Regions from separate parts of the Danio rerio genome. Here region 1 is linked to region 2. A link is a contact called in public HiChIP or PLAC-seq data. All regions are on one chromosome and are shown on one strand. The core of a region is the stretch at or near the end of the contact, and the rest is flanking DNA. Distances in the headings are between cores, read along the strand shown. Region 1 has its middle 71 kb from the start of cited4a. Region 2 holds the start of ppp1r8a (protein phosphatase 1, regulatory subunit 8a).

The links. HiChIP or PLAC-seq counts read pairs in DNA pulled down with a chosen protein or histone mark.
Region 1: an H3K4me3 HiChIP or PLAC-seq map of embryo shows a contact between it and region 2, with 4 times the contacts expected there. The contact joins the enhancer-like site here to the promoter of ppp1r8a in region 2. A contact is called at or near these places in 4 of 18 Hi-C or Micro-C datasets (caudal fin, embryo, hematopoietic stem cells and 1 more) and 2 of 4 datasets of contacts at active chromatin or transcription factors (caudal fin and embryo).

The regions. Positions count from the first base shown.
Region 1 is chr19:16,940,913-16,945,128 of GRCz12tu, forward strand. No RefSeq gene overlaps it. Among named protein-coding and RNA genes, the nearest start is that of cited4a, 71 kb to the right of the region's middle. Within about 2 kb of position 1,334, at least 4 of the 62 cell types and tissues checked have an H3K27ac peak or open chromatin away from gene starts, as enhancers often do.
Region 2 is chr19:16,678,840-16,682,714 of GRCz12tu, forward strand. ppp1r8a (protein phosphatase 1, regulatory subunit 8a) reads left to right here and starts at 1,580. Exons shown (of 7, transcript NM_001100952.1): 1 at 1,580-1,629; 2 at 1,941-2,001; 3 at 3,499-3,652; 4 at 3,731-3,875. The coding sequence starts at 1,580. All of the region lies in intron 2 of ftr55 (finTRIM family, member 55), which reads right to left.

The DNA of each region.
Region 1 (4,216 bases), core at 84-2,583, 260 kb after region 2:
ATATATTTTAGTGGGTGACTAAGATATGTTTTTTTCGTGATTTAATTCTTTAATCAGTATGCTGGCCTTGTTTGTCAAAAAAAATAATAATAATCAAAAATAATCCTAAAAACAAGCAACATTTAGTGCACAAGACAAGCTGTGTTCTCATAAATACTGTATATCTTAATTTATTATTTTATTTCTTTCTCATTGCTTTTTAAACCTTTCCAAAGAGATTTGTAAAAAAATATATTTAATTAAAAACATATTTCGTATTTTAATATTTTATAAAAATATATGTATCTTAAAAATTTTAGATTTTTTTTTTTCTGGGGAACCAGACTATTTTGATTAAGTACTGATGGAATAAATAATTTTTCTTTTGCAAATTTGATTCACACTTCAAAACAAATTTCGTTGTGATCAACAGCAAAGCATGCAAGCGATGGCAACACTGGCATCATCACACTTGGCACGAGACTTTCATCTGCACAGTTAAATAATGTCAAGCTTAGAGTGACATAAGGCTAAGTAAACCATGAATTCATTTGAATGTATTATTTGTAAATTTAAAGCATACACCTGCACTATACTGTTTAAACGGTTACAACCCACAATGTGTCATTGTGAGCGACATTTATTCTATTGTTGGTGGGTTTTTTTACAACTGATATGCCATCTGGTTTAATCTCACTATTATGTCTGACATGTTTAGTTTATTGACTCATTTGTATGCTTGCCAGTTACATGTACCAAATCTGTGTCAAGTCAGTTGACCTGACAGTCATGCAATGTTACGTAAGCACGTATAAAACAATAGTGCCAGTGTTGGGAAGCCATTGTAGAAGAGTTACTTCAAAGGAGCTCATTTGCCTCTGAAACGAGCTTTAGATTGGCCATCGACGCTAACAGAAATGTGACCGTTGCGGCCTGTTTTCACATGGCGCTGTGCACATTTGTAACTTGGGCGCTAGTTGGTTCCCATCTTGTTAGCATGCCCAAAGTTCTTCCCCCCTCGCCAAGCACAAGGTCACCAGAGACCCGGCGGATGGTGCAGCTAGACGGCGCATAGGACTGCCCGAAATTAGCATTCACCCTTTCCCTGTGATCGCTAAATATTTCAACACTTCCAGCTGCTTGAAGTTAGAGCCCATCACTCAGGAGATGGAACTATAGAGAGAGGCAGAGAGAGTGAGACAGCCATCTTCCTGCGTGAGTGCTGCGCCTCATGTGTATCTCTTCACTTATTCATGTGTTTATTTATTATTTCATCGGCGGCGCTGCTCTATATCCCCCCCTCCATTCACCCACCATCCACCGTCTGTGTCTGAGCAGAGATGGAGAGAAAGAGAGAGAGTGAAGAGAGCAGTCATTAATTCATTAAAGAAGCCCTTCCCTGCCTGTCTATCTCTCTTTCCCTCCCTCCTTCCTGTCTTTTTCCTCTTCCTCTCTCACTCCCCCTCCTTCCTAACCCATTTCCCCTTTCCCTCTTGCCTCTTTCCTTTACTTACATGTTCTGTTCTTTCTTTGATATCGTGACACCTTTTTCTTGTTCTCTGAGCGTTTCCTGACTGCCTCTTTCAGATTGCCGTTCTTTTCAGTCATACTCAATTTAAACCTGGTATATTTAGATACATCTCAAGTGATCTGATCATATGTGGTCAACATCGTCCAAAATATTTTGTAACCTCATCACTCAAAAAAACTGTCATAGATTGTGAACATTTGTCATGTAAACACAAGTCTCTTGACACACTTTGGTGTCATCATACACCAGAACAGCAAACTGTGCTACATTGGATGTAAGTGGCATAACAATGGCAATGCAACTCATTATAAAGTTAGGGATAAAGTACATCCTGGAGGCTGTTATTGCAGAATAAAGCCTGACAGACTTAGCAGCAGCCCAATGTGAACATGAGGACTGTTGTATAAGACTGGTGGCTTTATTCTGTGAAAACAACCATCTTGGGTGTACTTTTTCCCTAATTTATGTCTTCTATTACATATTTATGTCACTTATTAATGATTATTATCCTGGTTTATGCATAATATAATGTTTATACGTAATTATATGGTTTATATACAGCTACTTCACACAAAACATAAAATTAGACACAAAACGTTGTTCTGAGGCGTAATCGTTTATTAATTAAACGCAAAGCTGACAGAAACAAAAACTGCTGATGGAGTATACACTAACCTGCACATTATTCAATCACAGGATGATGCCAAACAGTCAAAAATGCAACACTGAGAGAAACTAAACTAGCTGAAAAAGGAAGACCTAGACATTATTTATTCACAAGACAGCACCATGTATTTTATCCTGCTTTTGCCACTGCTACTTGCTACATTTTTTTTTATTAGAGCTGTAATATTTTATTATTTCTTTAATTAAACGCTTAGCTGAGATAAACAAAAATGGCTGAATGGAGCATACACAGACCTACTGTATTATTAAGTCACAAGATTCACACAACAGTCAAAAGCAAAAGCTGTGGTGTCCCAGACAAGCAGATTCACTGACAGTCAATTCAAAGTACCCAGATGAGTCTGTGTTATTAGTTTTAGAGGATGTTATCTAGGAATTACATACCTTGAATGTAGTGACTGAACTATTCCAGACTGTTATATAATAATCAGTTAATGTTTACACTCGGTGTAGCATGGCTCAATAGTCACAGTAAACTGATGCAACATTTATTTTTTTCTGACATGCTATACACACATTAACTACTTGAGTTATTTGCACTTAATCTGGGATGGTCCTCAAATGTTCGCATCTTACCTTGAAGGAAGAGGTTACTATGTCAGTATAGGTGACCATAGGTCGAGGTAGACACCCATGACATGTGGAGTCCCACACAAATCAATTCTGGCACCTTTCCTGTTCAACCTTTATTTGCTCCCACTAAGCCAAACAATGAGAAAGAACCAAATCTCCTACCATAGCTATGTTGATGACACTCAGATCTACTTAGCTTTAATGCCTAATGACTTCAGCCCCAATAGCCATGTTTCCAGTATCGCGCCTAAAGCGAACGAGCCAGGGCGAGCTAAGGCCAGTCGCGTTTTCACTGTCACTTCCGGGGCGTAATCGGGCCAAATCGGGGCTTTCTTGGGGCCAGTGGCCGGCTTTTTTCGGCCCGCCGAATACCTTGGGTCAAAGAGGGCCATCCGGGGCTTCGGGGCGGAGTGAAAGGAGAGGCGGAGACAGTTTTCTGATCGCACACGAGTATATGCGCACATAAACAAATAAATTAATAAGGGAGAGAAAACATCTGGAACTAATTATACGCTGTTTTTTTTTTTTTTTTTTTTTTTGCGTATGATCACCCTTACCCTTTTATTTGTTATTGTTTCTCTTTAAAATGTAAGGCTGTTGCATAAAATAATAAAGTAGTTTTAATTTATAAGTGACTTTTCTTTGTGGCGATTGGCCCGGCCTGGCCCGATATAAGCCCTGGCTCGCACTGGCCCGATAGTTGAAATGCGGCTATTGACACCCTCTGCCAATGAATTAATGAAATGAACAGTTGGATGTGTTAAACTTTCTTCAGTTAAACAAAGAGAAAACTGAAGTAATTGCATTTGGGAACAGAGATGAGGTTTTCAATGTGAACACGTACCTTGGCTCTAAGTAACAAACAACAAAAAATAAGGTCACAAATATTGGTGTGATTCTGGAGTTAGATACAAGTTTCAGTAGTTTCGAATGATGAAACTAAATCAACATACAGTACTATCATCTCAAAAACACTGCAAGAATTAGATGCTTTGTTTCACGTGGGGACTTAGAGAAACTTGTTCATGCTTTGTTGTTCAACAGCAGGGTGGATTACTGTAATGGCCTCCTAACTGGACTTCCCAAAAAGACAGTCAGACAGTTGCAGATCATCCAGAATGCTGCTGCCAGGATTCTGACCAAAACCAGAAAATCAGAGCACATCACACCTGTCCTCAGGTCTTTACATTGGCTCAATCTTTGTTTCACATTTCAAATAAATTAGAAATTCCAAGGGTTCAGTCAAAGCAGGATGAATCGAGCTTCAGCTATTACGCCCCCGCTGCTGGAATGAGTTTCCTCAAATTATCATTAAGCACATTAAAACAAAGACTTAAAACACATCTGCTAACTTTTGAAAATCATATATCCAATGTCAAAAATACTGCCTTTTATCCAAGATATATCACTAAGTTACAAAGTATGCTATTCATCTTAGATGCAGAA
Region 2 (3,875 bases), core at 330-2,829:
TCATCTAAATTATTTATAAAACTGAAAAAAAGCACTGTACGTTTTTGTAATTTACAATCCCAATCCAGACAATATCAATTAAAAATCCCAAGTCACTTTTTTAATCTTTTTAACATTAAAAAGTCCCATAAGGCAATTTCAAAGCATAGAAAACATGAATAACAAAATACAGAAAACTGCTAATTTGACTGCTAATTTCTTTACAGTAGGCCTGTATTTGCCCTTATTTAAAAAGACCCAGTTGAGATCTAAATCCCTTGATATATATATATATATATATAAAAACTGATTTAAAAAATGGAAAGTGAAATACGTTGCATCCAGTGAAGACTAAAACAAGGTATCAGCACCGCGCAAACCTTTCTACAAGACTGGCTGCAGGTAAGTCGATGTGTATATCTACTGATATAAAATAAAAATATAATTAAAAATAAAATATTGTAATAGTTGAACATTACTAAATTTAGGTGGTGTGGACCGTGGCACAGTCAGTAGTGCTGTCGCTTGACAGCAAGAAGGTTGCTGATTGGAGCCTCGGCTGGGTCAGTTGGCATTTCTGTGTGGAGTTTGCATGTTCTCCCTGGTTTCACTTCCTCCGGGTGCTCCGGTTTGCCCCACAAGTCCAAAGACATGCAGTACAGGTGAATTGGGTAAGCTAAATTGTCTGTTGTGTGTGTGGATGTTTCTTAATCATGGGTTGCAGCTAGAACACTGAAAAAAATTATTCAGAGATGATTCCTTGGATTTACTCAATTTTTTTACGTTAAGTGGTTGTAAACATTTTATTTGTGTTGAATTTAAACAAACAAATTAAGTTGAACATTGTTAAACTTAATTTGTTTGTTTAAATTCAACACAAATAAATTGTTTGCAACAGTTCTGCATGCAACACTTTTTTCAGTGAAGGGCATACGCTGCATAAAAATTATGCTGGATAAGTTAACGGTTCATTCCGCTGTGGCGACCCTAGATTAGTAATCAGACTAAACAGAAAAGAAAATGAATAAATAAATGAATTACAAAATTTAAATTGTTTAATTGTTTAAATTCAACAAATTTAAATAGTTTTGTACAAGAAATTTTTGCAGATATCATTTTTTCTTTGTGTTTTTATCTGTATTGTTTTATTTCTCTCACATTAAAACATGACAGGCAATATATAAAATTATAAAATTAGGTTGATACAATGTGTAGTTTTCGTCTATCATTTGAAATGCTGTGCAAGTTTTCAGCAAAAAAAAAAAAAATTGTAGCCTACTGTATTTATTTATCAAAAAATTATAAAATTGTATTGATACAATGCATGGTTTAAACGTTTGTCTTTGTCATGGGCCTGCATGAAGGCACATAGCTACACTAGGCAAATTGAAAAGAAAAAACTAGCTTTATGATAAGATTCCAGTTGGAATGAAAACAATATGAACATTATACTAAAGAATTTCATTTATTTAACCGTGTGTAGATAGAATGTACAGTGATACCTTTAGCAAGCCAACCCATGATTTGACAAACAAACTTCAAATCCCACAATTCTCAATAACACCCCGTAATTACCCAGCGTTCACCGCGGTTGTGCAAAATGGCGGCTATTGCAAGCACAAACACAACAGGCTTTGACTGCCCGTCATGGTGAGATAAGAAACCAATTACTTCATTTTTGCACTCAAAGTGAAGTCCTGCATGCATGTGTGTGGAGCTACCTAGTAGGTCATTAATGCATAAATACAAACAATGCAATTTACCCCTGTAAACAAGAGTCGCAGACAGAAACTCAACACACAGTAAAATATCGAATATGCATAATTGCGTTAATGAATGGACTTTTATTCTGTTTTTATGTGGCTAATTTGTGCCATGTATATGGATCCGCTATTTCGTGTTGCGTTGCACATTTTAGTATTTAATGTTGAATAATTTAATTTAATAACATTTAATCTCAGGGCAGGAAAACCTCCACCTGGACTTCATTTGGATGTGGTTAAAGGAGACAAATTAATAGAGGTAAGACGAATTAACATTACTGTTAAATAAACAGTGATGAATGTTGTTGTTTACCCTTATATAATAGTTTAAAAATATATTAAAACGTCATGGGGAAAAATTCCAATTAGCGTTCAATGTGCAAAGTCATTATAAGATATATCTCAATGGTAAAGTTGGTTTATATTCGCACATTCATTCAGTGAGACTCTCCTTATATTGTTTACCATGGTACTTTGAATATTCGGTCTGAAATCACATGCATGACTTCAAAACAACATTAGCACTATTTAATAGATTGTGGATGTTGTACTTTGATAGTCACTGGCTGCTAATATATCCCTATTTAGAATTTGCGAATAATACTTTTCAGAAATTTTTTTATCAAGGAGAAAGTCCTAATACGTGAATATAAAACCAACTTTACCCTGATGGTTTCTCATGTCTGAAAACTTGTAGATGGGAAATACTACCAGAAATGATAGGGGTAAAGTTGGTTTTATATTCAATATTCAGACATTCTCCTTTATAATATATTTTCAGAAAAGTATTTTTTGCAAATTCTAAATAGGGAAATCATATTAGCAGCCAATGACTATCAAAGTACAACATTGCTTACAGTGAATTGTATAGTGTTACTGTTGTTTAGAAAGTCATACTTGCATAATTCCGAGCAAATGTTCAAAGTAACATGGTAAACAATAAACAGACTGCTCAATGAACGAATGTGTGAATATAAAACTGACTTTACCTCTATCCAGAAACGTACATTATCAGTCCCTGAAATAAAAAACCATAAATAGAGTGGATAAAAAAAAAATTTATCCCAAGAATTTCTAAAATGGACTAATGGTTGATTTCTGCGAGAAGTAGGTGATTCATTTTGTTCTCAGTTTTTTTTTTCCTATTAAAAGCACCCTACAAATATACAAACCCTGTCATTGTCCTTGTCCTCAGCTCAATTTAACCTACAGCTTTAATAGTTTTGTTATGCTTAAACTGTTGTTTAGAAAAAAATACTTCAGAAATAGCATGTTTAAGTTATCATTCACATTAATTGATTAAAAACATAAAATTATAAATAAATTCTACAAATAAATACTGCAAATATATAATACAAATAAATTTACAACTGTCCCAATGTTTCTGTCAGTCTTGTCACATTTGCATTAAATTTAACATAAAATGCATGCAATACATGTTTAATGGCGAACTCAAGGCGACCGTGATCACTGAATTGTATATTTTTATACTTGTTTTTGTATGATTTTTTTGGGGACAACAAGGTTAAATTAGGCGCTGTCACGTTTGTTTTAAGTGAAACTTTACATTTCTGTTACAATGTCTCAGATATAAGCAAAAAGGGAGTTTAATAATTGTATTAATTTACTTAATAAACTCAAATTTGACAAACCAGAACTTTTTGGATGAACTGACTTTGGAATTTTGTGACAAATATACTAGGTTTCATAATCTCTTATTGTTTATTTTTTATACACTTTTTCTTGTCTCTTGCAGAAGTTGATTATAGATGAGAAGAAGTTCTATCTGTTTGGGAGGAACCCGGACCACTGTGACTTCACGATAGACCACCAGTCGTGTTCGCGTGTTCATGCAGCACTGGTTTACCACAGACACCTCAAGAGGGTGTTTCTCATTGACCTCAACAGCAGTGAGTGCAGAAGATGCCACATTTAAGTAATTTAGCTTTTAACTTTAAACACATGCTTTTTCATTTCTCTTTATTCAGCACATGGCACGTTTCTGGGCAGAATTCGCCTTGAACCCCACAAACCTCAGCAAGTTCCGATCGACTCGACCATGTCGTTTGGTGCATCAACACGAGTTTACACACTGAGAGAGAAACCGCAGACGCAGAGTAGCTCCACCACAGG